Regions from separate parts of the Anas platyrhynchos genome. Here region 1 is linked to region 2. The links are chromatin contacts, called in public Hi-C maps. All regions are on one chromosome and are shown on one strand. Each heading gives the region's core, a stretch centred on a gene start, on an enhancer-like site or on the middle of the called end of the contact. The rest is flanking DNA. Distances are from core to core; before and after follow the strand shown.

What was found. Hi-C and Micro-C count contacts between places; a contact is called where the count stands out from the background.
Region 1: a Hi-C map of liver shows a contact between it and region 2, with 4 times the contacts expected there. The contact joins two enhancer-like sites. A contact is called at or near these places in 4 of 8 Hi-C or Micro-C datasets (F5 follicle, liver, skeletal muscle and 1 more).

Annotation. Positions count from the first base shown.
Region 1 is chr2:143,678,170-143,682,043 of IASCAAS_PekinDuck_T2T, reverse strand. LOC140001624 (a long non-coding RNA gene) reads left to right here. Exons shown (of 5, transcript XR_011807067.1): 2 at 2,073-2,132; 3 at 2,750-2,881; 4 at 3,632-3,727. Among named protein-coding and RNA genes, the nearest start is that of JCAD, 55 kb to the right of the region's middle. Within about 2 kb of position 2,378, at least 4 of the 8 cell types and tissues checked have an H3K27ac peak or open chromatin away from gene starts, as enhancers often do.
Region 2 is chr2:143,607,363-143,611,048 of IASCAAS_PekinDuck_T2T, reverse strand. No RefSeq gene overlaps it. Among named protein-coding and RNA genes, the nearest start is that of JCAD, 16 kb to the left of the region's middle. Within about 2 kb of position 1,423, at least 1 of the 8 cell types and tissues checked has an H3K27ac peak or open chromatin away from gene starts, as enhancers often do.

The DNA.
Region 1 (3,874 bases), core at 1,129-3,628, 70 kb before region 2:
GATGTGGTATTCTTCAGGGTACCTTCGGTCGGAGTCACTGATTTGCATGAGAGCTGCTTAGGGTAAGGAGTGTGTTGCAAGAACATAGAGATGTGTCTGCACTGACAAGGAGAAGAAACTGAAAGGTAATATGGAAGGAAAAAAGCTTTGTGGATGCTTCTCAACCCTCAGCACTCGAGAGGGGGCTGGGAAGGGAAGGAAATCAGAAAAGCAGCGTATCACAAAGTAAAGAGAGCGGTGACATTTTACAGCAGCCGAGGATCTCCACAGTGTTTGTTCTCCTTTCATGTGGTGTTATCAGAGTTCTTTGCAAGGGTTTATTATCGTGTTCTCCCAGACAGAAAGCAGACAGCCATCCTGTGACCCACATCCTGAGTTTTACAGCCCTCCTTGTCCTGTGCCATCTGGGATATTTATAGCGTGACCCACCGCTGGGAGAGCAGAGGACTTCCTTTATACTCTAAATGCTGTGCTGCAATAATAACGAGAAACTGGGACAAATGACAAGCCTTCCTGCCCACAAAATGTCATAACCCTGCCACTTCAAATGATGAGCTGGCTAGGTCACCGTGCTGTTTGCTCAGTGGGTTTCAGGTTGCCGGTTGTTGCTGTAGTGAAACTGAGGCTGAAGGCAGTACCTAGGGCAGCAGCGCCTAAATACTCTGCAGGCTAAATAGGGTAGCAAAGGGGTGAGAGAGGCTGAAGCTCACCAGTTAGGGCAACAAGTGTCCACCCAGTCCTTCCTAAAGTTTGGCTGTTAAAGCAATGATAAAGAAAGATACAGTTTACTCTTTAACTACAGTGCTGCAGAGCTCAGATGCAGTGTAGCTCCTCAAAGGGATCTAAAGTGATTCTAAAGTGATTTTGTTGTTGTTTGTTTGTTTTATTTTTTTTATTATTTTTTTTTGGTAAACATTTGCCTTGATCTTGCTTATCTGTGCAAGAAATGCTCTTATTTCTAGGGGTAAATTAAGGGAGTTGGCTTCCTATCAGCCCCTTTCCTTTCTGCATCATTTCCCCAAGGTGTGCCACTCCTGCATGAGCAGTGCAAGGGGATTCCCAGGGGCTGTTTTTCTTTGCACCTGACAAGATTCAAAGCAGAACAGGGAGAGAGCATGCAACTTTAACTGAATTTGGGCATGCACACCACCATTACCCTGCAAAGGTCAAACATGCTCTAGGGCTGTGAGAGTTCAGTGAGAGAGATAAAGAAGATGAGGTGTGTGTTGTGTAAGATAAGAGCAAGGGGTTTTATTTAATTAGCAAAGGGTCAGGGCTCTGTGGACAAGGGTGAATGACCTGGCAGCTCCCAAACTGGTGCTGGAGAGGAGGCGCAGAGCCCTTCAGCAGGTTTCTGGCTGCCTTAGCAAAAAAAGCTTCTGAGTGAGGGCTGAGCAGCATCCACTCACATCCACTGATTTGCAGGGTTGTTGTGAGTGCCGACAGATTTCCTCGGAGGGAGCGTGAGCTCTGTTGGCCAGCCTCTGTCCCTGCATGGTGGCAGACAGCAGGGCATCTGCCAGCCTGAAGCGTGTCAGGATTGCTGGCTGGCTGACATCCAGGGCTGGAAGCAACAGGCTGCTCCCTGCCAGCGTGGGCCAACATCAGCCTCGATACTGCTGCCCTCCTCTTTGCAGGGAGCGGGTGCTGGTGGGTGGGAGCAAGCACAGAAAGGTCTCTGCTCTTGTACCTGTAGCAAATGGGACAATTCTGCTGCTTCTAGAAAAAAAAAAAAAAAAGTCTTAAACTGTATGTATGCAGTGATGCAAGGACCAACACTAAGATGAAGGGGAGGAACACCACCAGCAAAAATAACAGCAAGTGGATAGAACTGAATGCCTGCCCTTTCCTACCCACAGAGGAAAAATAAATAAATAAATTGATTTCTAGGCTAAAAATGGGTGGAAGCTGGGATTATTGCCAGACTAAAAGTTTTAATACTTAAAGGAGGTAGGGAGGGGGAAGGTATAGTGAGTTCAGAGTGTCTGGATGATGGAAAGAAGAGGAGAGTAAAACTGCCACAGTGATTTCCACGTGCAGCCTCCCCAGTGCTGTCTTGTCTTGTTCCACAGGTCGATTTGTGACAGGTGAGGAGCACCAGGATGAATCCAGCGTTCATCCACAGCCTATGTGTGAGTATGACAGTAAGGGCTAACCTGTTCCTGAGCCTTTGACAAAAGACAGACCTGCACGTTCTAACCATGAGCAGCCTGCACTTTTGCCTGAAAAGGATAGGTGGGGGTTTCATTTGTTTTGTTTTTTAATATTAAAATGATAGCTTAGCTCTCTTGAAGTCTTATCAGCACAGATACAGAGCATGCCATTCGTTACTGCAGCACAGCCAAAGTAAACTACCCCAGCGCCGTATCAAGTTGTGCAAAGGGAGTGGGAAATGCTCTGATGTGGAGTGGAAAATGCTGTGACACGGTAGGTTTACCCAGTGCAAATGGGCTGCTTGCCAGTAAAGGAGGAACCGACAATCACACAGAGGCAGAACGTACCCTAAAGGTAGCAAACACAGAGCACAACCTGGAAACGTGTGACCTAGGGTTTATGAAGATCTGAGCAAGTGTGGATGGGGAAAGCAATTTTTTTTTACAAGTAAATGTGTGAAAGTTAATGACAATTTCTGTACCTGCTGCTGTAACAAGCCAGCCACAATGTCAGGTTTTAATGTAGGGAAGCAGCAGCCCCCTGGAGAATACCTGCAGCCTTTTATCACTTCACCAATACATTTATCCCTCTCAAGGCGATGCAGACATCAGAGCACACGCTTGGTTTTGCTCTGTAACAACATCAACATCACAGAGGAGCGTATCCATGCAAAATCTTTATTTGGAGAATGTCTCCTGTGGGACAGCAGCACCCCTCCAGTTTACAGGTAAGCACAGAAGCACGGTATTTGCATTGTACAGAAAAAAAATACAAAGAAAATTCTTAAAATGCATTCATCTGCTGACATAATATAAACACTATTGAAACTGCTTGCCCCCGTTTTCTTTTTATCCCTCCAGCTCTCTGCCCTTGGGCTACCTAGAGCAGAAAGCTGTGGAAATGAGCTGGTATTAGTTTTGGAGATAGGCCACAGCAGCTTGAAAGTCAGTATGGAGAGTTATCCGCAGTGTGTAAGGAAAAAGGCACAAGGGTACTCTGCCTGTTTTCCTTACAGGTTAGGAACAGCTTTTGGAATAGTTCTGATTATTTTCTCTGCCAGTCCAGCTCTGGAAGGAAGGCTGAGATTGCTGCTGCTCGCGGTGGAAAGTTCCTCCTTCGTTTTATAATCTGTATGTTATTGTGGTTTCTCCTGGCTGGGAAACTTCATTTTTATTTCTAATCTCAGCCATGTGTCAGTCAGTTCTAACTTAAGTTCCCTTCACCCTCTCCCTGCTGAGCAGCTCTGCAAGCCATATTGCAAACATATTTTCAGCATGGGTGGGAGGTAGCATTGTGGTTTGGGGCTTTGCTATTGATATCAGGATTTCCCTTTTTCTTTGTTTCAAACATTTTTTCCTTTAAAAATAGAGTTGATGGTAAACAGCTTTCGTTTAGCTCCCAGGGGGAGGCAGAGTGAACACTTTTTCATGCAAGTTTGAATGAAAACATGAAGTCACAATTTCCCAACTTTTCTAAGGGATTCAATGGCATAATCATCTCATGAAATCTCCAGCTTCATTCTTTACTGGGACTGTGCAGAAGAATACAAGTTTAAACTCCGTGGTCGACACCTGTAAGTAAATCTCATTCCAGTAAATTAGGACTGCAGCATCGTGACTTATTGCCCGGGGCATGAAATTAGGGGGGTGTTTGATCCTTAACCAAGAAAATATCAGCGTCCTGCAAAAGGACAGCTTTACAGGAAACATTCAAAAGGCCA
Region 2 (3,686 bases), core at 174-2,673:
AGCCCTAATGGCCCTCTTTGAGGCAGACATGCGTAACTGACATAACAATGTGATTTACTTGGCAGAAATCATCCTTCTTTTGTTTTGCCTTGTATTTCAGGAACAGTTGTAATTACACACACCAGGAAATGACTGGAGGACTAAAGGTTCAAACCCAGGAGCTCTGTGCTCTGAGAAGGCAGCCAGAGGAATGCATTTCCCCAGCCCCACGTTTTACTGCTTTGTTGTGCTGGTGGAGCTTCTCTGTGCAGGTGAAGCAGGTTCGGAAACACTTCACTGCCATCAGCTGAGGGAGAGGCAGTGCGGGATGATAAAGGTGGCAAAACTAATGGGGAAAAGTTCACCAGAAGCACAGGTGTCTGTCAAAACCAGGCAAGAAAGAAAAAATGATAATAATCGGCAGTTGTATGGCAATGACTTTCTGTTGTATTTATGTATATATCCCACTGTAATTTTGAAGCAATTCAGATTTGCAAACAGACTTTGGTCCCCACCTGCTCATCCTCACCTCTCCCCAGGATTGTTCCACCACCGACCCAGGGAGCTACAAGAAGCTCGGCTCAAACCCCGTGGCTGTACTTCGTGTTTTATGTATTTACATGGGAACACCTAACAGCCTTCAGAGGCAGGTTTTATGAACATTGAGGGGAATGGCAGTGCTGGACGCTAGGGCTGGAGGCGAGAGGGCTGGAGGTGACAGGATGTGGTAGAACAGGGCTCGTGGGGACAGGATTGGGGGATCAGGGCTGGCTTTCTAGGTCTCAAAGGCAGGTGGCTCCAATTTGGATCTGTGCTGCTCACTCTGAGGCACCTGATGCCACCTGGAGCACTTTGGCATCACCAGTCTTTCTGTGTGATCTTTCCAAACATGCAAACCATCCACTTGCTGAGCTTTCATCTCTTTTTTGTTTCCTCTCGTTCTGCCTGTTGCTTGCCCACCCGGTGGCAGTGGCAATTCCTGCACCACCAGTATGCACAGAGGCTGGGATAAGGTGTAGCCAGGCACCCTGGCTTGGGAAAGAAGAGGAAACCTTTTCTTCCTCTTCTGAGGAACACCAGGCACACCGGGGACAGAGCAGAGACCCATCCATGACCCTGCTGCAAGCAAGGACTGCTCCGAATTTGCAGAAGCAGCAAAATGCCCCAAGAGCTGATGAGGAACAGAACGGGATCCTCTTGTCTTGGTCAGCTTGGTGGCTGCTTGTCCACAGTGCCCTAGAGAAAGGCCTGGGAGGGAACAGGAGCTTTCTGTTGAGCTGAGAGCATACACAAAGGACGGCCAGGAAAAAGCCTCTCTGAGAGGAAAACCTGGAATAGAACAGAGAAGGGAAGTGGCTGAGGGTCTGGGGGAAGCAGGGGAGGAGGCACGGGCTCAGCCAGCCATCCACGTAGCTGTCCCCAGCGGCAGGAAGCAGCGCTGGTGTCCCTGCAGCTGCAGACACCCACATCTGCCCCGGGGAGAGGAGGAAGCCAGCTGTGCACAGCCCCGCGGGCAGGAAGGCAGCGTCTTCCTGCAGAAACCCTCCGTCAACAGCCCGCCTCTGCCTGGGGCTCTCCCAGCAGATTTTCCTCTCTGAGAGCTGGGGAAACCCAGTTCTGGTCTCGAGTCAGCACAGTCTCCCTTTGGGTTTCATTTCCGAGGCCCGTCACGGTGTGTTGGACGAGGCACCTGGGCAGCTGAGCAGCAGCGATGCAGCCTGGTGATGGGGGATGAGCCCCGGGAGCAGGTCGTGCTTCTCCAGGTGGTGGCTTTTGGCCAACGTGGAGTTCAAATGGACCCCGGAGCTCTCCACGGACACAAACAAGGCAGTAAAAATAACCCCTGGAAGAATGAACCGTGTCCCGAACATTGTTTTACCATTTAGGTAGCCCTAATCTGCAGCTGGGAAGGGCAAGGTATTGTTGTCAGGGCTTTCCACATGCTTGCAGGAAAAACAAGGGAAGGGTTTGGGAAGCTGTAAGGTCCGAGGGAGGATGATGGGTGTAACTGGAAGGAGATATGACGCCACTTGGTGAAGTAGTTTTGAGGATCTCGGTGTGTTTTTGTAGTTTGTGAGAGCCGAGCGAAGAGGGCTGGGATCGCTCGGGTGGGTCTCATCTGACCAAACAGAGATATATTTAGGCTGCCTTTAAAGTCAGTGAGAAGGAACAAGTGCCCTCAAAACACCCGATTCCTTGCCCGAGTGTGGAGCCCGTGACCTGCTCCGCTGGAGACATCCACAGTGTGGATATCCAGAGGAGGGCAACGCGACTCCTACCACACACGATGATAAACAGAATAAAGAGGTGACCGGGGAGCCTGGAGCATGAGTGTGGCCAAATCTGGAGCTGGATGCTGAGGGAGAGGGATTTTAGATCAAAAGGAAGATGCTTTAGGAGCTGAGGTTAACTAAACATGAGAACGGTTTAGCATAGGCTGGGGTGGGTTTTCAAAACGCAGAGATTTTCCTATAATGCATTTTTAAACAGAAATACTCCAGTTCAAAGGCAAACTAATTCAGGGAAACTCCAGCCCAAGCGGCATGTGAAGTCAGAGTAAATGTTTACAACAGCCTCCTCCAGCCCTGCTTTCTGTGAATCTAACTGGCAAACCGAGGACAGGTTTCACCAGCTTTAGCGCATTTTTTTTTTTTTTTTCAGGTTTGCATCTTGTCGCACCGCAGCGATGGGAAGTAGATCTGATAGGCATTAGTCATGCTGAGCTCACCACGGCTCAGCTTTCCGTCCCTGCCACTCCCTCACCGGGGCTGGCAGCGAGCAGGAGATCTCGCTTTGCTTGGATGTTCAAGGCTGCACCAGGAAAGCAATTATTTTCCAAGGGAAGTGACTGAAGTCATTCAGAGTTTTGCTCCGCAGAGCAAAAGGGGCTGCAGTTGAACCTGGGATGTTGTGGAAATCCTGGGCAGTGCCTATCTTCTGCACCGGGCCACCACCTGCTTTTCCTCATGCAGGCAACTGCTGCTCACCCGTACGCGGGAATGGCACCGAGCTGGGCTAGGAGGAGGCTGAGATCAGCTTCACAGAAGGTCAGTCATGCATCTTTTCCAGGCCGGGCCCTACAGGCACATAGCTTAGAAAGGATTGAACTGAAAAAGGTGCCTTAGCCAGGGCAGTGAGGAAGCCCACACAGGGCAGCTGGCCCAGAAGCAGGGGTCCTGCACCGCACGCGTGCCGCTGCCACATCGCGTTAGTTAAGCCCTCCCAGCAAGGTTTAAGGAGCCAAACTGCAGGCTCCCTCATGAGCTGTCTTCATGTCACGGTTTTCTGGCTTAAAAGCGGAAAAAGAGAAGGGTTTGTGGCAGCAGGGACATCCCTCTGCCTTAACCCTTCATTTGAACACCCTGTGCGCAAAGCGTTTTGCTGTGATTTTTTCTTTTCTTCTGCCTTTTGATTGATTAATTTTTTTATTTTATTTTATTGTGTTTAATGGGGGAGACATTTCACAAATCCTCTTTTTAAATTTGTATGACTATGTGCATATCTATGACATGAACTCTTCAATGTGAATTAACTCTGTGGAGCAGGAGTGGTGGTTTTCTTTCAGTGCCTCACAGGAGGGGCTGCTCGAAGTCCTTTGGGAAGACTCCAGGGCAGATCTTACAGGAGCGTGATACAATGGGGAATTCATTCAAGGGCCAGCTGAGAACATGCCACACCACCAGGTCTGACAGCTACACATCCCTCCC